3 separate regions of the Danio rerio genome follow, and regions 2 and 3 are each linked to region 1. The links are chromatin contacts, called in public Hi-C maps. All regions are on one chromosome and are shown on one strand. Each heading gives the region's core, a stretch centred on a gene start, on an enhancer-like site or on the middle of the called end of the contact. The rest is flanking DNA. Distances are from core to core; before and after follow the strand shown. Region 1 holds the start of si:dkey-60a16.1. Region 2 holds the start of zdhhc14 (zDHHC palmitoyltransferase 14). Region 3 overlaps arid1b (AT-rich interactive domain 1B).

The links. A called contact is a pair of places that touch in the nucleus more often than the background predicts.
Region 2: a contact with region 1 is called in a Hi-C map of hematopoietic stem cells, with 5 times the contacts expected there. The contact joins the promoter of zdhhc14 here to the promoter of si:dkey-60a16.1 in region 1. A contact is called at or near these places in 2 of 18 Hi-C or Micro-C datasets (hematopoietic stem cells and an unstated tissue) and 1 of 4 datasets of contacts at active chromatin or transcription factors (caudal fin).
Region 3: a contact with region 1 is called in a Hi-C map of skeletal muscle, with 7 times the contacts expected there. The contact joins the enhancer-like site here to the promoter of si:dkey-60a16.1 in region 1. A contact is called at or near these places in 9 of 18 Hi-C or Micro-C datasets (caudal fin, embryo, fibroblasts and 3 more) and 4 of 4 datasets of contacts at active chromatin or transcription factors (caudal fin, embryo, gastrula embryo and 1 more).

What each region holds. Positions count from the first base shown.
Region 1 is chr20:5,214,918-5,217,951 of GRCz12tu, reverse strand. si:dkey-60a16.1 reads right to left here and starts at 1,511. Exons shown (of 5, transcript XR_012396312.1): 1 at 1,240-1,511; 2 at 814-1,135.
Region 2 is chr20:5,026,674-5,029,707 of GRCz12tu, reverse strand. zdhhc14 (zDHHC palmitoyltransferase 14) reads left to right here and starts at 1,450. Exons shown (of 10, transcript NM_001045187.1): 1 at 1,450-1,691. The coding sequence starts at 1,450.
Region 3 is chr20:5,057,006-5,060,039 of GRCz12tu, reverse strand. arid1b (AT-rich interactive domain 1B) reads left to right here. Exons shown (of 20, transcript NM_001346215.1): 14 at 994-1,132; 15 at 1,219-1,367. Among named protein-coding and RNA genes, the nearest start is that of tmem242, 29 kb to the right of the region's middle. Within about 2 kb of position 1,444, at least 7 of the 62 cell types and tissues checked have an H3K27ac peak or open chromatin away from gene starts, as enhancers often do.

The DNA of each region.
Region 1 (3,034 bases), core at 262-2,761:
AATGTGAAAACGAAAGTGACCGGTTATGTCACAAGTGAGGTGTCGCGGTCCTCTTTTCTGCCGCCCTATAAGCAGATATATCTGAGGAAAAAAAAGTATTGAAAAAAAAAAGTATTGAAAAATACTTATATACATAGAAACAAAAATAATAACTTAGTATACAATCAGACTACAGCGGGGGATCAGTACCAGAGAAAAATCATGAAATCTAACATTAAATCAAATATTTTGTTTTTAATTTGCATTAGAGACTTTTTCAAAGTTTCCATTTCTAATAAAAAGATATTACATTTTGGTGTAAATTTTGCAAATTTCTGTTCATGAATAACATATTTACCTTGTAAGATGTAGAAGTTAACAACAGACTCGAATGTTCTTTTTGTGTGTGGAAAAAGTGCAAATTACATGTTTTAAAGAGAGCCTGTCATTAACATTTCTTTGCCCAAATAGCACGTCTCTAGCATCATTCCAAAATTTAAGAGACATCACAGTTATACAAAAGATAGCTAATCCTCATGTATATTACAAAATGTGCAAGCATTATTAATATTCATGAATTTATATAAAGTAATTTACAAGGATTCATTTTGTGAAGTATTTTAAAGTCCACTCCTTTAACTTTATTTAAAAAAGGCTAAATTTAATGGGTATTGACCAGGTAGCATTCCAATTAATATCAATAATTTTTTTTATTCCAATAATATTTCCCTCTATGGGGATATATTGTGTTAAGACTGAAACAATTGTTTATTTTTTATTGTTATATGATGGAGAAAGTATGTCAAAACCGTACTGTTGACATCGTCAGCCTACCTGGTGTAAAACCTAATGTCATCATCGGATGCGGCGAACCTCTCCAAACAAAACCTGCTGCTCAGGGAAATCTCCTCTATGTGTTTTCGGAGACTCGCAATTTCCACAAGTAGATCCTCAGTGTGGTCTCGAGCTGCAGAGGTGGGGATGGAATCAAGGTGAGAAGTGTGAGCAATCGCATCCATAGAAGGGTCATCATCATCACTATGCAGTTGGTCTGTTTTTATCCTTTCCAAAACTGCAGGCTGTTCGGCTGGGGCGGTGAAGTTGTTCCAGTGAAAAAGCACCGGGATGGCTCCTTTCTCCAAACGCCTGTGTCCAACTGAAGTTAAAGGCTCGATCAGGTCGCTGCATTTGAAATGTCGGCTACACACCCGTTTCTTTGGGGTAACTTTAAAATTGTCCCGTCGAATATTAACCACCCACCTCTCCTGCGCATCTTTGTCTTTGGGAAACGTGTGGAAACTGAGGACTGAGTTGAACTTGGAAGATGCTGTACATTGCGGGACACAGCAGTGGAACTTGCTACTGCGCTCCCGTCTTTGAAACGTCGTTTTCGAACGCTTACACGTCATGGTTATGTACTCGACGCGAACATAAACACGCTTTACTAAATGAACAAAGTCCCTTTAAGGTATTCTATGGTCTTTGACATGAAGCATTAACACATTTAGTACGATCGGCGGAAGTAAACTAGTGTCCTTCTTCATCTTCTTCTTTAGGTTTTAACGGCAGCTGGCATCCTGTTTGTATCATTACTGCCCTCTTCTGTACTATTTTCCTCTTACTCCATCAGGAGAAAGTAATATTTGCTGGGTTATATTTAAAATTATGCTGTGAAACCCCACAAGATGGCAGTACTGCTTAAAAGTTAGCATTGTGTCATGTTCTGCGTTACACAAAAACAGCAAGCTGATTTTTACCAATATCTTTTACCGTTTTTGAACAGCAGATTGAAAAATGTCAAGTCATCTTTATTTCTGTAGCACGTGTGTCTAATAGTGGCTTCAAAGCAGCTTTAGAGAAAGGGCAGGATAAATAGTACAATATCCATACTGAAAAAAACAGCTTAAACCAGCCTAGGCTGGTTTTAGCTGGTCGACCAGGCTGGTCTCAGAGGGGTTTTGGCCACTTCCAGGATGGTTTCCAGCCATTTCCAGCCTGGTCTTAGCTGGTCAGGCTGGGAGATGACCAGCTAAAACCTTTAAATCGCTGTAATTCATTACACACGTGCACTGTTTTGAAACATTTCAAACTTGTGAAACTCACTCTTGATCACATTTGATGATGATTAATGATCCTAGCAAACTGAACAGACCTTTTATTTTGCGCACGTCCCGTCTTGTTGATATGATTATACACGTGACTACCGGGACATGTTAATACGCAGCTGTCAATCAATTCGCTGGGCAGGGGGACCGCACTCCTACATCAAGTTGCGGTCGGCCTGAAAACCGATCCAATTGGTCCACCGTTTTATATTGTTAAATTGAAAAAAAAAGGACTGGGTGTGTCTATATCACCCCAATATGACGGTCTATACACTATACCAACACATATGTGTGTCCAAACAGCTTGAAACGTTTTTTTTTCACCATAGGTGCACTTTTTGGGTGGTATAATAATATATAAAAAATAAAGTACAAACAGTCAATATTATTAGCCCCTGTAAAATTCTAGTTACAGACATCAAAACGTCTAGCATCTTGACTAATTAACTTGCATAGTTAACCTGTAGGTAAGCCTTCAAATTGCACTTTAATGATGAAAATCAACGTTTGTAGGCTGTTTGGAAAGGACTGTGTGCAGATATAGTCTGTCCACAGTCATATTGGAGTGATATAAACACAACAAGTCTTTTTAAAAAATTTCCTGACCATAAAATAGGACCCAAATCCTAGAGATTTTGAGGCCTATTGCAACGTGCTGTAGAAATGCAATTTTCCCTGCTCACTGAATTGATTGACAGGCACCATGTTTCTACAATAGCATGTTTACACACGGTCACAGAACATTTTTTGCCAATAAACTGGGATTCAAATATTTGTGCCAACTCTCTGTGATTTTTATAAGTTTTAAACGTTTTAAAAAAAGAACGTTTGTAATATAATAAAGTAAAATTGCTATTTAATTCTTAACCGCTATAATCACCACAGCCGCAAGGTGTCAGTAAACACTAACATTTGTGTGTGTACTGCAAATGGCATTTGTGTGAGACTCA
Region 2 (3,034 bases), core at 201-2,700, 190 kb after region 1:
GCTTTTGCATTCATTTTTTTTTTATTTGCATTATAGTTAAATCATTTTCGAACTCGCAAATAATGCGAAATGTCTCGAAATGTTAGGGAAATCGATTGAATTGAGAGGAAGACTGAGATTCCGACGATCACATTGGCTGTGTTTGAAAACTGAGTGAGCCGCCTAGTGCCTACCTAGACTAGACGGCATTCGGCACATCACATACTGAGAGAAGTGATATTCTGGATATTTTTGTAATATACTTTAAATAATAATAATTATAATAATAATAATAATAATAATAATAATACATTGTAGTTTATGTTTGAGGCTTTATTATGTTACATTTTGTCATATTTATTGAAAATTAAAACAATAAACTGATTCATAGAGATTCGTAGTGTGTTGGTAAAATGCTGTTTATATTCAATATTTTAAAATAAACATAATATTAAATAATATAAAATCTAAATAATTTTAAGTCCCAAAATCAAAATGAAGATTGTTTAAAATTGAAAATGCTGATTAGCCGCTAGGTTTTGCAACCCCAAACGTGATGTATACTATCAACTGAGTTCTGAGACACATGCCGCAAAATAAAGTGACTTTAAAGCCAGCTCACTTTGTTTTTAATACACCCAACTGAAATGTGCTGTCTACACAGAGAGCTCAGTCTGATTTGAGACGGCGCCGCTGTGTATAGGGTCATCGTGTGCCGTGAGCTCATGCAGTTCACGCGGTGATCTGTTCCATCCACATCCTGCGCACTACAAGCCTTCCTCTCTCTCTCTCTCTCTTCCTCCATCATCATCGCCACAGATGATTAAACACCCTCCTCTGTGTTAGTTTGGTGTTGTAATGTTCTACGTGCGCAGTCAGGACTATGTTTAGTAGGCGTTGATGCAATAAAGACCCTCTCACGAACGGAATTACGAGGACATCGGAAGGGCGTTTAATACATTAAATCCCACTTGTTATTATTATTTTTTTGAGTCGATTTGGTTTTTTCTGAGCGCTCCTTGTGAACCGAACCGGCGGAGTTACAATCTTTTGAGACGCCCGCATACAAAGCGACATTTCTGGGCATGATGTCCACATGCCTCCGCGTCCTGGAGCGCATCCTGTTGTTGTGTTGAGGATAGACATCTGCAATGAAGGAGTTTATCCAAACAAACATGCTGACCCAACACTCGGATCTTATTTCCCCCCCATCATCTCGGATTTAAACATTAGCAGCTCTTTTAATCGTGATGCGATCGAACCGTTGTCGATTTCCGTAAAACATGGAGCTAAGAAAATGGTTCCTTGGTTACAGTTGCACGCTTTTCTTTGACTGGGTTGTGTAATGCTTCCTCCATCAGCTCAAGAGATGTTTCTACAAGTTCCAGCTCTCTCGTTAGTTCCTTGTGGAGGTTTGCGTTGCTAATTCACTCGTGTTGTTTGGAAGTTTGTTTTATTGCTAGTTGGAACATGCATCTTGGGGTCGAGGAGCCCATCCGGGAGTGCCAGTACAATCAGATCTGCACGCACAACTCCTCGCCCATGGACACTCCGCACATCAAGAAGAAGAAGAACAAACGGAAATGGCAGGTTTTCCCTGGCCGAAATAGGTTTTACTGCAACGGCCGAATCATGATGGCGAAGCAAACTGGGGTCTTCTACCTTACCATGGTTCTTATCTTGGTGACCAGTGGCCTCTTCTTTGCTTTTGAGTAAGTAACTGACCCATTGGAGAACTCTCCTCTGCCCCAGACACTGCCAAACATGGTGTTATGTTATTATAATCATGTTATTAAGGGAATACAAATTTTAATATCCTCAGCAGTTACACTCAAGTGGTTCTAAACTTGAACACAAAACAAGATGTCCTGAAGCATGTTGGAAGCCATCGACAGCCATAGTAGGAAAAACAAGTACTAAGGAAGTCAATGGCCACTTTTTTTCAACCTTCTGTCTTTTTTATTCAACAGAAGAAAGACACTCATAAAAGTTTAGAACCAATTGAGTGTGAGTATATGTGAGGAAATGTTCATTTCTGGGTAAACATCTCTAGGCATGGGCCGGTATAAGACTCTGACGGTATGATAACCTAGCAATATCACGGTTTCACGGTATCACGGTATTGTGATTACTGTTCTAAAGTACATTGTTTTTAAATGTCTGGGTAAAAAAACAACACATTTTTTCCCATTTGAACTCATTATATTGGTTAAACTTTACAATATGGTTCATTAGTTAATATTTATTAGTGCATTTACTAACATGAACAAACAATGAACAATACATTTACTACAGTATTTGTTCATGTTAGTTAACGTTAGTAAATGAAAATACAGTAGTTCATTGTTAGTTCATGTTAACTCATGTTGCATTAACTAATGTTAACTAGCATGGACTTGGATGTTAATAATGCATTAGTAAATGTTCAATTATGATTTATAAATGCTGTACAAGTGTTGTTCATGATTAGTTCATGTTAGTAAATGCATTAACTAATGAACCTTATTGTAAAGTGTTACCATTATATTTCATATTTTGAAAGATTAAAAATATTTTGGGGCAGTAGGGGAGCGTGGGGCACAAAGTAACGCAGGAATAAATGTTAGTTTTAAGTTATGTGCTCAGGGTTAATCATGGTATGCTTCCGTGGTTTTCACCACAATGTCGGCAGACGTCTTTCTGCCAATTATTGAAAAGGTTTGGCGAAATTTGAATGAGAAACAAAGGATAAACCTTTTTCTGCAGCATAAAAGTATTTTTTAATATACTTAATGTTTTTTAATTTTTAAAATTTTTTAAATATTATTTTGTGATCACCATCTTCCTGGCTAAAAGATTAAACCATTTTGAAAGATGTAAAACACAGTGACTGCTAGCCAGTTTTGAGTAAACATGACACAGCGGGGTTAATGGTAACAGGGTGTTACAATGAAGCCACACACTGTTGGACACCAATCAAACTAACAAAATAATTGCTTGAATTTTGAGTGTAATGCTGGGAACTCTTTAAATAAAATGGTTTTTAATAGAAATCTTTTTTTTTAATAGAAAAAAT
Region 3 (3,034 bases), core at 195-2,694, 160 kb after region 1:
TGCCATGTAGCTTTTAGCTTAGCTTGCTACATTTTCCATCTTGTAGCTTTTAGTGTAGTTAAGCTACATTTTAAGTAGAGTAGCTAATAGCTTAGCTACATTTTTCAAGTAGCTTGCCCAACACTATTGAAATGTGTATAAATATATATTTATTCCATTTCAATATTAATAGGGTATATGCCGAGCTAGTGTTTATCCCATACTGATAAACATCTGGTGACCTGTTATTGTGAGTTTTTTTCCTTTTTATACGGTTCCTTTTACCGCATCGATGTTGTGATGTAATTAAGATACAATCAGTTAAACAGACTTTGGCATTATTTAGTTACTCAAGCGTAAAACAAGACAAAAAGACGTTTACTCGCACGCACCCGTCAGAATCGGCAGGATAGCGCAGAAGCTCCACTGAATATACTGGGGTAAATTAAATGTTCATATTTAAAGACATGGCGGGGAAATGTAATTTAATGCGGTGCTTCTTGTACAATCTGAGTCCAGTTTATATCAGATATCACTCAGCCAGTGGAGATCGCTGATTTTTAAAGATAACAGATCTTAAACGCGTCAATTTTGCATTAGCATACAGTTAACCGGAAGCGATTAACCCAGGTTACAGGCAAATTAAAAGTCCTATTAGCATGCTTTGCCATATACCCTATTTCGGTACTGAATAATATGCAAATGTGTATACGATTTATTTACAACATGGTTTGTAATGTTTTCTTTCTTTTAGTAGATTCTATCATATGAAAGACTTGCTTTGTTTACCAAACAAGTGCATCTAATTGTGTTTGTATTGTAAACCTTATTTACAAGCTAAAAGGTGATTCTTTTTTAGTAACCCCACACAAATCCTTAATTTTTTTACTAAATTACACAGAATTCGCAAGAACGCTTGACATGGCGAATCCTGGCATGTGACTATTGTTACGTCTATGCCTAAACAGTACATTTGCTCAGCCCTGATGTACTCCTTTTCTATCTGTCCAACAGCAAACTCAGGCTCTCTTCAGGGGCCGCAGACTCCTCAATCTACAGGCAGCAGCACCATGACAGAGATGCCAGGGGACCTAAAGCCGCCAACACCCGCTACCACACCGCACGGACAAGTCACCCCTCAGCCTGCCGTCAGGTTGGCGGAATTCATGGATTATATTGAAGTATCTCATGAATTCGTTTGCGTGTATTGATTTGTTTTGTCCTTGTTTGCTACTTTAGAAACAGTGGTATTAGCGTGCAAGATCCGTTCTCAGAAGGCAGTGACCCAGCCTTTCAGAAGCGAGGTCCCATGCATGGAGGCAGCGGAGATGCTACCTCTAGAATGCAGTTTGACACTAGTAAGGATCCCTTCGGAGCTGCTAGGAAAGGTATGATGTTGTGGTTGATAGATTGGACAGTTGTTGTTTTTTTTCAGCTGCTCACTGCTGCCTCACTGTGCTCAGTTTATTAAAGCCACATGTTCAGGATTTATTGAGCACGGCTGCCATCTAGTGTCTGCAGGGTAAAAGCAGCAGGAATTCAATTGATCTTGTTTACTTGCTACGCTGTAAAAAGCAGAGGTGTAAAGAGTACCTGAAAACTATACTTGAGTAAAAGTAGAGATACCTTACTGTAACAATTACTACATTACAAGTCACTCAAGACTTGAGTAAAAGTATTAAAGTACGGAACCCCGGAAGGGACGTAGTGGAGGAGAAAAAAATTGGCTGAGTAAAAAAAAATAATGGGTAAAAGAAAAAAAATTGGTGGGAGGAAAATATATATTTCTAAGTTTTTGCGTTCTCTCACAAAGTTTTGCGTTCCCTCGCAAAGATGTTTTGCGTTCTCTCGCAAAGTTTTGCGTTATCTGATGTTTTGCGTTCCCTCGCAAAGATGTTTTGCGTTCCCTCGCAAAGATGTTTTGCGTTCTCTCACAAAACTGTTTCTCCACAAACACTTCCCGTTCACTGCACTCACGTAAACCCTCCCGTTTTTGCTGAAATTCTCCCATATTTTATCATTCTATCCCACTTTCTTTACATTACTGTGCGCTGATCGTCGCCTTTCACTTTGCAACCTCTGAACCAGTGAATGCATGTTTAAGCGCTGACTGACAGACGCGCTTCGTACAATAAACTGATCCCAGATCATCGTCTGTACGCGCCATTTAAAGGGACACTTCTGTTATCAAACAAGTGAGCAGCAAATGAATCTCATGTTTTGTTTAGTTTGATAACAGAGGTGTCTCTGTAAGAATGCACAGATCTATAATGAAAGCAGTCCATTACTTTAGAAACTGTTTGTGCTCATTTAAGAGTAAATAAGCTGTTTAAAATAAAACATGCGGAGAGGACGGAGATGTTTCATATTATTCAGTGTATTTGTCTGTTTAAACATACACCCGCTCCTCTGTAAATGGCGTGTACAGACGCTGATCTGGGATCAGTTTATTGTAAGCGCGTCAGTCAGCGCTTACACATGCATTCACTGGTTCAGAGGTAGCATATGCACAGTAATGTAAAGAAAGTGGGGTAGAATGGTAAAATACGGGAATATTATATATAAAACATCTTTGCGAGAGAACGCAAAACATCTTTGCGAGATAACGCAAAACTTTGCGAGGGAACGCAAAACATCTTTGCGAGATAACGCAAAACATCTTTGCGAGGGAACGCAAAACTTTGCGAGAGAACGCAAAAACTTAGAAATATATATTTTCCTCCCACCCATTTTTTTTTTTCACCCATTATTTTTTTTTCACCCAGCCAATTTTTTTTTCCTCCACTACGTCCCTTCCGGGGTTCCGTATTAAAGTATCCGATTTTAAAAGAACTTACTTTACTCATACTGAATGTAGGCTCAAAGAACACCAAGAAAGGCTTTTTTTCTTAATATAGTTAAATATAAAAGTTAATAATATAAAAGTTAAATCGAACACCTCAATGTTTCAAAATGGCAGAACAAAATAGATACAAAAAAATAGAAGAAAAAGTCTCTAACTCAAATGTTAAAAAAGGCAATAAAAAATAAAATAAATCAATAAATAAAAATAAAT